2 separate regions of the Gossypium arboreum genome follow, and region 2 is linked to region 1. Evidence: chromatin contacts called from public Hi-C data. All regions are on one chromosome and are shown on one strand. The core of a region is the stretch at or near the end of the contact, and the rest is flanking DNA. Distances in the headings are between cores, read along the strand shown.

The links. Hi-C and Micro-C count contacts between places; a contact is called where the count stands out from the background.
Region 2: a contact with region 1 is called in a Hi-C map of leaf, with 2.7 times the contacts expected there. The contact joins the promoter of LOC108452005 here to the enhancer-like site in region 1. A contact is called at or near these places in 2 of 5 Hi-C or Micro-C datasets (both in leaf).

What each region holds. Positions count from the first base shown.
Region 1 is chr8:127,059,076-127,063,102 of ASM2569848v2, forward strand. No RefSeq gene overlaps it. Among protein-coding and RNA genes, the nearest start is that of LOC128279619, 77 kb to the right of the region's middle. Within about 2 kb of position 2,261, at least 2 of the 2 cell types and tissues checked have an H3K27ac peak or open chromatin away from gene starts, as enhancers often do. A contact at or near this core is called in leaf, where this site is marked.
Region 2 is chr8:127,261,395-127,265,421 of ASM2569848v2, forward strand. LOC108452005 (probable indole-3-pyruvate monooxygenase YUCCA10) reads left to right here and starts at 2,155. Exons shown (of 4, transcript XM_017749733.2): 1 at 2,155-2,853; 2 at 2,944-3,177. The coding sequence starts at 2,242.

The DNA of each region.
Region 1 (4,027 bases), core at 1,011-3,510:
TATTTTGACTTCTGTACAATTAGAAATTTGATTCGTAGTAAAGGGTGGTCAGATTAGTCAAACAGTGAAACAGGGGAAATTTTAAGAAAAATCTAGTATTTATTGGCCAAACTAAAAATTCTGAAAATTTTATGGATAAAAGATATATGAGTCTATTTTCAGGGAAATTTTACGGCAATTGATTTGGAATTTCGTAGCTCCAGTTATAAATAATTTGGTGACTGTTGCTCAGGAAGACAATTTATTGTGAATTTCTGATTATGTGGTTAACATTGATAAAAATTTGTTAATGAGTTGCTTAATGTTTTCTTAAAAACTTAATATGATCTATATGTGTGAAAGTCGAATATATATATTATATTTCTGAAGTAATGCTTGAATAGTCGAATAATGACTGGTTTAAAATTTTTGAATTTAAGCTCAAGAGCAAAGAGGGTCGAAGTTGGATAGGGGAAAAGAGAAAGTAATTGAGTAGCCTTTCCGCAACCGTTCAAGTATATCCGAGGTAAGTTTTGAATAGTCACATTTAGTACGTAATTGATAATGTCTTGATATGTGTATGATAACTGTACTACGATCTATTGAATCTATTTGAATATAGTTGATTGACAAATAATTTATGTTTAAGCTCCTCCCATTGTAACTGGCTTCCAATTTTCTCAGGTCTTCGTATGTTATGGGGGGTTTTGACCTGGTATGTATGTTTGTTTTTGTTTGTGTTTTAAGTTACTTATTTCCTAATTTTTCTTTCAAATTTTTATTAATATGCTGAAATGGTAAACCCCTTGTAAAAGGATAAAATCTCCTTACATGATCATCATCCCTCACCATTCTGCCAACATAGAAGGGTTAATGGGGAGGTTTTTTTTTTTTTTTGGTGAAATGAAATCTCTGCTCGTAAACATCCTCAGTTTAAAAAAGTGAAAAAGTACAGATCAAACATTTCAAAGGATTTTATTCAAATTTATTTATTTTATAAACAACAATCCTTGCATTTACAGTCTAATTCCAATTATAAAGATAAATATTACAAAGATACAAATTTAATAAAAAATTGCATTTAAAAAAATTTGCATCTGTAACAATTTGAAAGGCATTTATTTGAACGCGTGTAATATCTCAGATTTAGAATTTAAGATGTATCCTAAAATCAAATTAAAAAAATAGATACTCACTTTGAATAGATTTATTATTTTAATCACTAAAAGTTTTTGTTCCGCTCTAAATTTAGTATAAATTATCCATTAATTCCGTATATGAAAACGCACCTTTAGGTTAAATTTGATTAATTTCTTTTTGAAGTGACTAACGACAGTACACAAAAAATCACAAATAACTCGAATCATTTGAATTTTAATGTGATTTGAAATTTGAAGTTTTTAAAAAAGTTGTAATAAAATCATTTCCAAGTTGACAAAATGTGGAAAAATAACATAAAATAATAGCAAGTCGACCCAAAAAAAAATGTAAATCAGAGTATTTTAAAAGAAATTGATAAATTTAGGGGAAGAACAACTTCGAAGGAGAATAATAGTTGAAAATAAATAAGGAAAAGCCTCAGATTAGCATATTGGCACATTCATCAAAGCAAACAACAACCCATGTAGATGGATCTACACGGTGCGCTTTATTTGTTGTTGCAGCTCTTGCCCATTTCTTCTCCTCATCAGCCTTTTTTTTCCCCAAATCGTAATAAATAAATTAAACAAAAACAAATCCACTGATAATTTCCAAAATATTTTCATAAATTTGAAGAAAAAACATTAATAATAAAGTCAGGTAATATTTTCAAAACTCACTTAAAAGCAAGATGGTCGCTAGAAAAATGAAGATCGGTTGCCATCAGCGACTGGAGAAGATGAAATCAAAAGGGAAGATTATATAGAAGCTATGCGGGGATTAGGTTTAGGGGCGTAGGGCTTTTTGATTTTATCAGTTCGAAACTTTGCCGGCCTTTCGGTTAGCGCTTAAAAATTTTGGTTAATTATCTTTGGGCCTTTTCATGTTTTATTAGGAATGTATTTTTCAGGCCTATATACTGCCACCACTGCTATAAACAAAGGAATTGGGTGGGCTCTTCATGCCCAAGGGACTCCTCATTGCTTCAAATGGGTCCTTCTCTATGATTTTATGGTTAGGTCTCTCTCCCACAAATACTAAATTGATAGATCCAATCTCACTTTTTCTTATATATATCTATGATTGAAGAAAGAAGCTCTTTGCTTTGTAGTTGATTGAATCATATACTCTTTTCACAGATAGAATTTAATCCCAATATTTGCATAAATATTGGGGAGCAGACACTAAGATAGAATAAGCCCATTAATATGCCCAATGTCTCTACTACAATATGATGATAGATTATTCCTCCCAGAATAAAAAGACTAAAATCTTCCACGTCTCTTGTTGGATTTATAGATTGTACCTTTCCAGTTAGCCCATATGGGTTGAACACCCATATTTCAAGACCATACAATCATGTTACATAAAATGCACCAAATCCAAAGCAAGCCACTTTTGAGAGAGAAAAATGAATTCTAAAAATCTTAGGCAAATCCAAAGAAGGTTTTCCTATACCCTCATCACAAAATTTTTTAGATACTAATATACCCAATGCCAGATAGCTACTAAGAAGCATAAGCTAGAAAACACAATATGTACTTTGGCCACACCTTCTTAATTCCAAATACCCATATTTGTTATAGTCCCTCCTATAATACTCCAATCACCCCATAGATTGGTTATTATGGAAAAAAAAGATATGGAAATTAATTCCCAACAAATAAAAAATAAATGAGTGTGAGAGTCAAATGATTCGAAAGGTTCATGTTTGGTTTGGAAGGAACCATGAATTTTTTGAAATAAAAAAAAAGAATGAAAATATAATCTACTTTAATTAAGTGATTTATTAGATGATCGAAAAGAGAGGATCTTGAATACTATTTAAAATTCATAAGAATTATGTCGAGGTTGGCTATTGAACGGCTGGAAAAGGCTTGGGTTTGCTTACAAAAAGTAGAAATGGAGGTAGATCAATTTGAGTGAATAGATACTCTGAGATAGAACGGGAAAAATTAAATTTGATTGATTCAACTTATAAGATTTTAGGACAATTAAAAAATTAAAAAAATGAAACTATTTATTTGAACAACAAAAAGCGATTAATCAAGTTCAATAATGAATTTTCCAACAAACTTTACAAGGAGCTCTAGGAACTTTGAATAGTTCTTTAAATAGTGAATTACATTTATGCACCATAGCGCTAATATTGACTTGTTTGGGGGTGATGAAAGAAATAACCCTCCCAACAACATTGTCTTTAATATTCTAACTTTGAATTTTCTCCCTAGAGTGCAATGTTATTTACAACTACATCCAACACTTGCTGTGTAATCTAAAAATTTAGTTCATCTATTTTTTAATTTAATAACTAAATTCTAATTTATAATATTGCTAGAGATTAGATTATGTAGTATTTTATAAATCCTTGGAGAAGAGTGCAACAGTGCGGCCTCGCTGATGGGCTCAATCCTTGGAGAAGAGTGTGGTCCTGCTTTAACAAACCCATTTATGGCCAACCATTGGGGTGGGGAGGAGAGAAGGAGGACCACCCACAAATATTTATCCATTTATTCAACTTTCGTATTAAAAAAGTTGATAAAAACTGCTCCTATCCTACAGTTGAAGTTGATAACTCAATTCCAAAGCTAACATTTGGTATAAACGGATCCACGAGACTGATGTCTGATGTTTGCACACTTTACCATTGTAGCAAATGAAATGATGCTACGCTTTAACAATATTTTGCACCCCACGTTAGTTGGTCCTTGATTTATGAGCATTTATCACCCAAATCTAGCTCCTTTATTTCTTCAAATCCAATGCCTTTCACCAACTTTCCCAATTTTGGTACCAACAATTTTAATGTCTCCCATGTAGTTTTATGCCCATCTGTGAAAAAGTGAAAATCAAATTAATATACCCATATTTATATTAAAAAAAACTGTATGCCAGGACAAGCTTTTCT
Region 2 (4,027 bases), core at 905-3,404, 200 kb after region 1:
AAGTATTGGTTTAAAATTTCAGAAAGCACATATAATTAGATCTAATACAATAAGAGGCCCAAATCTCCATCATAATACATATGAGGAGAAACACATCCTATTAGCCCTTCTCACTCTTCTAGTTGGACTAGGAAGTTGTTTTTCTATTTGAAATAGACCTCTACAATTCAACAAGGGTTCTACCTTATTTCCCTATAAATAGATGGCACCAGTAGAACTATACATACAACTTTGAAAAGTTGTTACTCTGCTGAAAAATAGAGAGAATTTTTTCTCAACTATCAAATATATTTTTTCAAAATAATAGTTCTACTGGTTTCTATTAAAGAAGAGAGAATTTTCATTCTCACCATAAATAAAAGAGAGAACTTTTTTTAGTTCTATGTTTCGATTTAATGGGTTTTAGCTCACACTCGACATAGTTCGTGGTACGAGAATAGCAAGGAAGATCATTTTGTTGAAAGTCAGAAACAACGAATATCCGCTAAACAAAAAACACATGTATGAATTCGGATAGGGTTTATTGCTATAAATATCACAAATCGAGTCGATTTACAAAATTTTAATTTCCTGATGTGCAAGAAAATCGTTTTGAAACCAGATATTTTCCAATATAGTAAGCTCTTGTGAACGAGATCTACAAAGAGTAAATGATTCGAGTTAGACAACGATAGAGACATAAGTTGAGCAAATGTTCTGAAGGGTGGAACAATGTGACAGAGAGGCTAGTTGGGAATCAATTGAAGAATTGAGACAGCTCCGGGAGAAATCAAACCAGTGTCATTTCAAAGACGCTAGGAGGGCATCGCAAGAATGGATGGGGAATATTGTCACGGGCCGCAGATCAAAGTTCGTGAAGGATGCGCACAGAGTGTCTCATGGAGGTCAACTTATTTAATAGGGCCCATTTGACCCACTTGAACTGGTCTGATTCGTGAACTCATGGAGAAGCCTATCTATTTTATGCCATGGTGGCCCAATGAAACACTCTAGTAAAACTAGAGTTATCATGGTAATTATTGTAAATCCTAATGGATAAAGAGGTATAAAGCTTAAATCCCTTAGGACTCTCATTTTGTATATAGACATTAATCTAAATCGTTGATGTAATTTGATTTGTAACATTTGGATCTAAGGGAGCTCAACTATAAATAGAGCTCTCCCCCTTTATTCGTAATCATTTCATTCATAGTTATTGAATATTATTAAGAGAATTTACTCAAACATTTGGTGTGAAATTGCTTTCTTATGGCTTTTTTGTTTCTTCATTGCTTATTTATCTTTGAGTTGCTTTTGTTTTATTTCGGTACCTTAGAGAAATTCCTTTGTGATTTTTTATTTTCGAGAACTACGCTAACTTAGGCGGATTTGAAGCAAAGAAATTACCTAAGGCCGTATGAGTTGTGAGACTAAAGTTCTAGCGCCATGACAATTACAGCTACTTCCTTGTTGCCAAATTTAATTTTCACCTTATTAGGTTGTGCAATATTCTATATTTATTTATATATATTTAAACAAAAGCTATTAATATAAATATTAATGAACGGTAAAAAATTATTGTGGGTTTAAGTCCATTCCAATTGGCAACTTTATTGATTCAGTATTGACTCAATTGATATTATGCTATTGTAAAAACAATAAGGATGTGAATTTGAGTGCGCGTAAACGTGTTCTTTCTTCATTTTAAGGATTCAGAGTGTTATGGATACTTAAATAAAAATATGCATTGTATAAGATTTTGCAATAGCTTTGTTGACAATTAGATGTTATATAAGATGGATGTATATTTTAAAAAATATAAATATATGTATTTAATAGTACAAATAACACACAAATCTATGATTATTGTATTTAGTAATTAGGTAATGATAATAAAAAAATAAGTTTAGTAGTTTTGGTTCGTAACTTTAAGGATTGATTATCAATCTGGTGTACTTGAATTCAGAGAAAAACAAATTCAAGTTTATAATATAAAAGAAAATAGGGCAAAAAAATAAAAAAACTTAACCACCGAATAAGAGATGATCTCATCAAAAAAAATGATATCGAAAGAAAGAAACATTAATTATTTAAGCAATTTTTTTCTAATATTAATTTTGTCTTATACGGTAATCGTAGTATAAAGCTACAACCCCCATCCATGTTTCCATTGCCCATCCTTCCTTCCCTGCTTTCAAAACAAAGCCAATTTATTTAGCTTTTCCCTTTCTGATTGGGGCACTGCAGAAAAACATAAGCAATATGCAAGAACAACCGGTCATTATCATCGGAGCCGGCCCCTCAGGGTTGGCTACCGCCGCTTCCCTTAACCTCCACTCAATCCCTTACATCCTCCTCGAAAGAGAGGATTGTTTCGCTTCCCTTTGGAAGAAAAACGCCTACGATCGTCTCCACCTTCACCTACACAAGCAGTTCTGCCAGCTTCCCCACCTCCCTTTCCCTCACTCTTATCCCCGTTTCATCTCTAAGCAACAGTTCGTATCTTATTTGGACGACTACGTTTCTCATTTTAAGATCACCCCTCTGTACTGTCGATGCGTTGAGCTGGCTTTGTTCGATGAAATAACCAAGGAATGGATCGTCAAGGTCAGGAAGTTGAGTTCCGGCGAGGTCGAGGAGTTCAGGGGGAGGTTTTTGGTCGTCGCCAGTGGAGAAGCAACCGACCCTTACACACCTGAGATTGAAGGACTGAAATCTTTTCCTGGAGATGTTCTTCATTCAACCCAGTTCAAAAATGGGAAGGCGTTTAGAGACAAGAACGTTTTGGTTGTTGGGTCAGGCAATTCCGGCATGGAGATCGCCATGGACCTTGCGAATCACGGTGCCAAAACATCCATCGTCGTTCGCAGCCCGGTAAAAAGAAGAAAAAAGAAACAAGATACTACCTGGATCTGATTATTTGAAATTCAAATCATTGAACTGTATGTTTGTGTGGGGGTGCAGGTTCATATACTTTCGAGGGAAATGGTGTACTTGGGGTTGAATCTGTTGAAGTATATACCATTAAACATGGTGGACTGGTTGATGGTCATGCTTAGCAAGCTGGTTTACAGGGAGTTGAGTAAGTACGGGCTTAGCAGGCCTAAGGAAGGTCCATTTTTCATGAAAGTTGCCAACGGCAAGTACCCTGTTTTGGATGTAGGAACCTATAGTAAGATCAAGTCCCGGGAGATTCAGGTAAAGTCCATATCTTTTTCAAGGAATTTAAGAATTGCCCTACAATTTTCCTTGCTTTTTTCTTTCTAGTCTTGTACTAGGAACTCATAATTATTACAAATCTTTCCTTATGCAAAACTAAAGTATACTAATTAATTGCGGACCTTCAACTATAACAGCATAACCGCTTTCTATTTTATATTTAAATTATTTTTGTTTTCTTTTGATCGCTGAATTATCAATTTTTCATATTTTATAATGGGTAAAATTAGACAAACAATTTAGGGATGGTTATATATTTTATGATAAAAAATTTATAATTTTAATAGTTTTAATATTTTAAAAATTAAATTAACTTTTATCATTTTAAACACTCAAAATGTACTTATTTAAAAATTTTATAAAATAACTAAAATTAAACTTCCACTTTAGGGTAGAGGCCTCACAGCCCCCGCTCCACCCCTATATTCATTGTCTAATTTTTAATAAATTAGAATGAAAATGATAATTTATGTGTTAATTTTTTTATCAAAATAAAATTGAAAAAATTGGATATAGTTAAAAGACTAAATTAGGGGTTAGCATTCGATCAAATTGAATGAAAAATTTTCGTGTTAATTGAGTTGATGAATCTTATTTTATCATCCTAATTCAATTTGAAGTTTTCTCAAATCAAATCGAGTGAGATGAAATTCGAATTGAGTTGAATATATTTGTCTAAGTTAAATTTTCAAAAATGACTTTGGGTCCTTTTAGCCGTTCTCACTCACCATAATTAAATTTGTTATTAACTGTCATCCTCTCATAATTTATTTATTAATCTTTTATATCTGGGTTAGCTTATTTGCTTGCTTAGTTGCTTCAATTATCT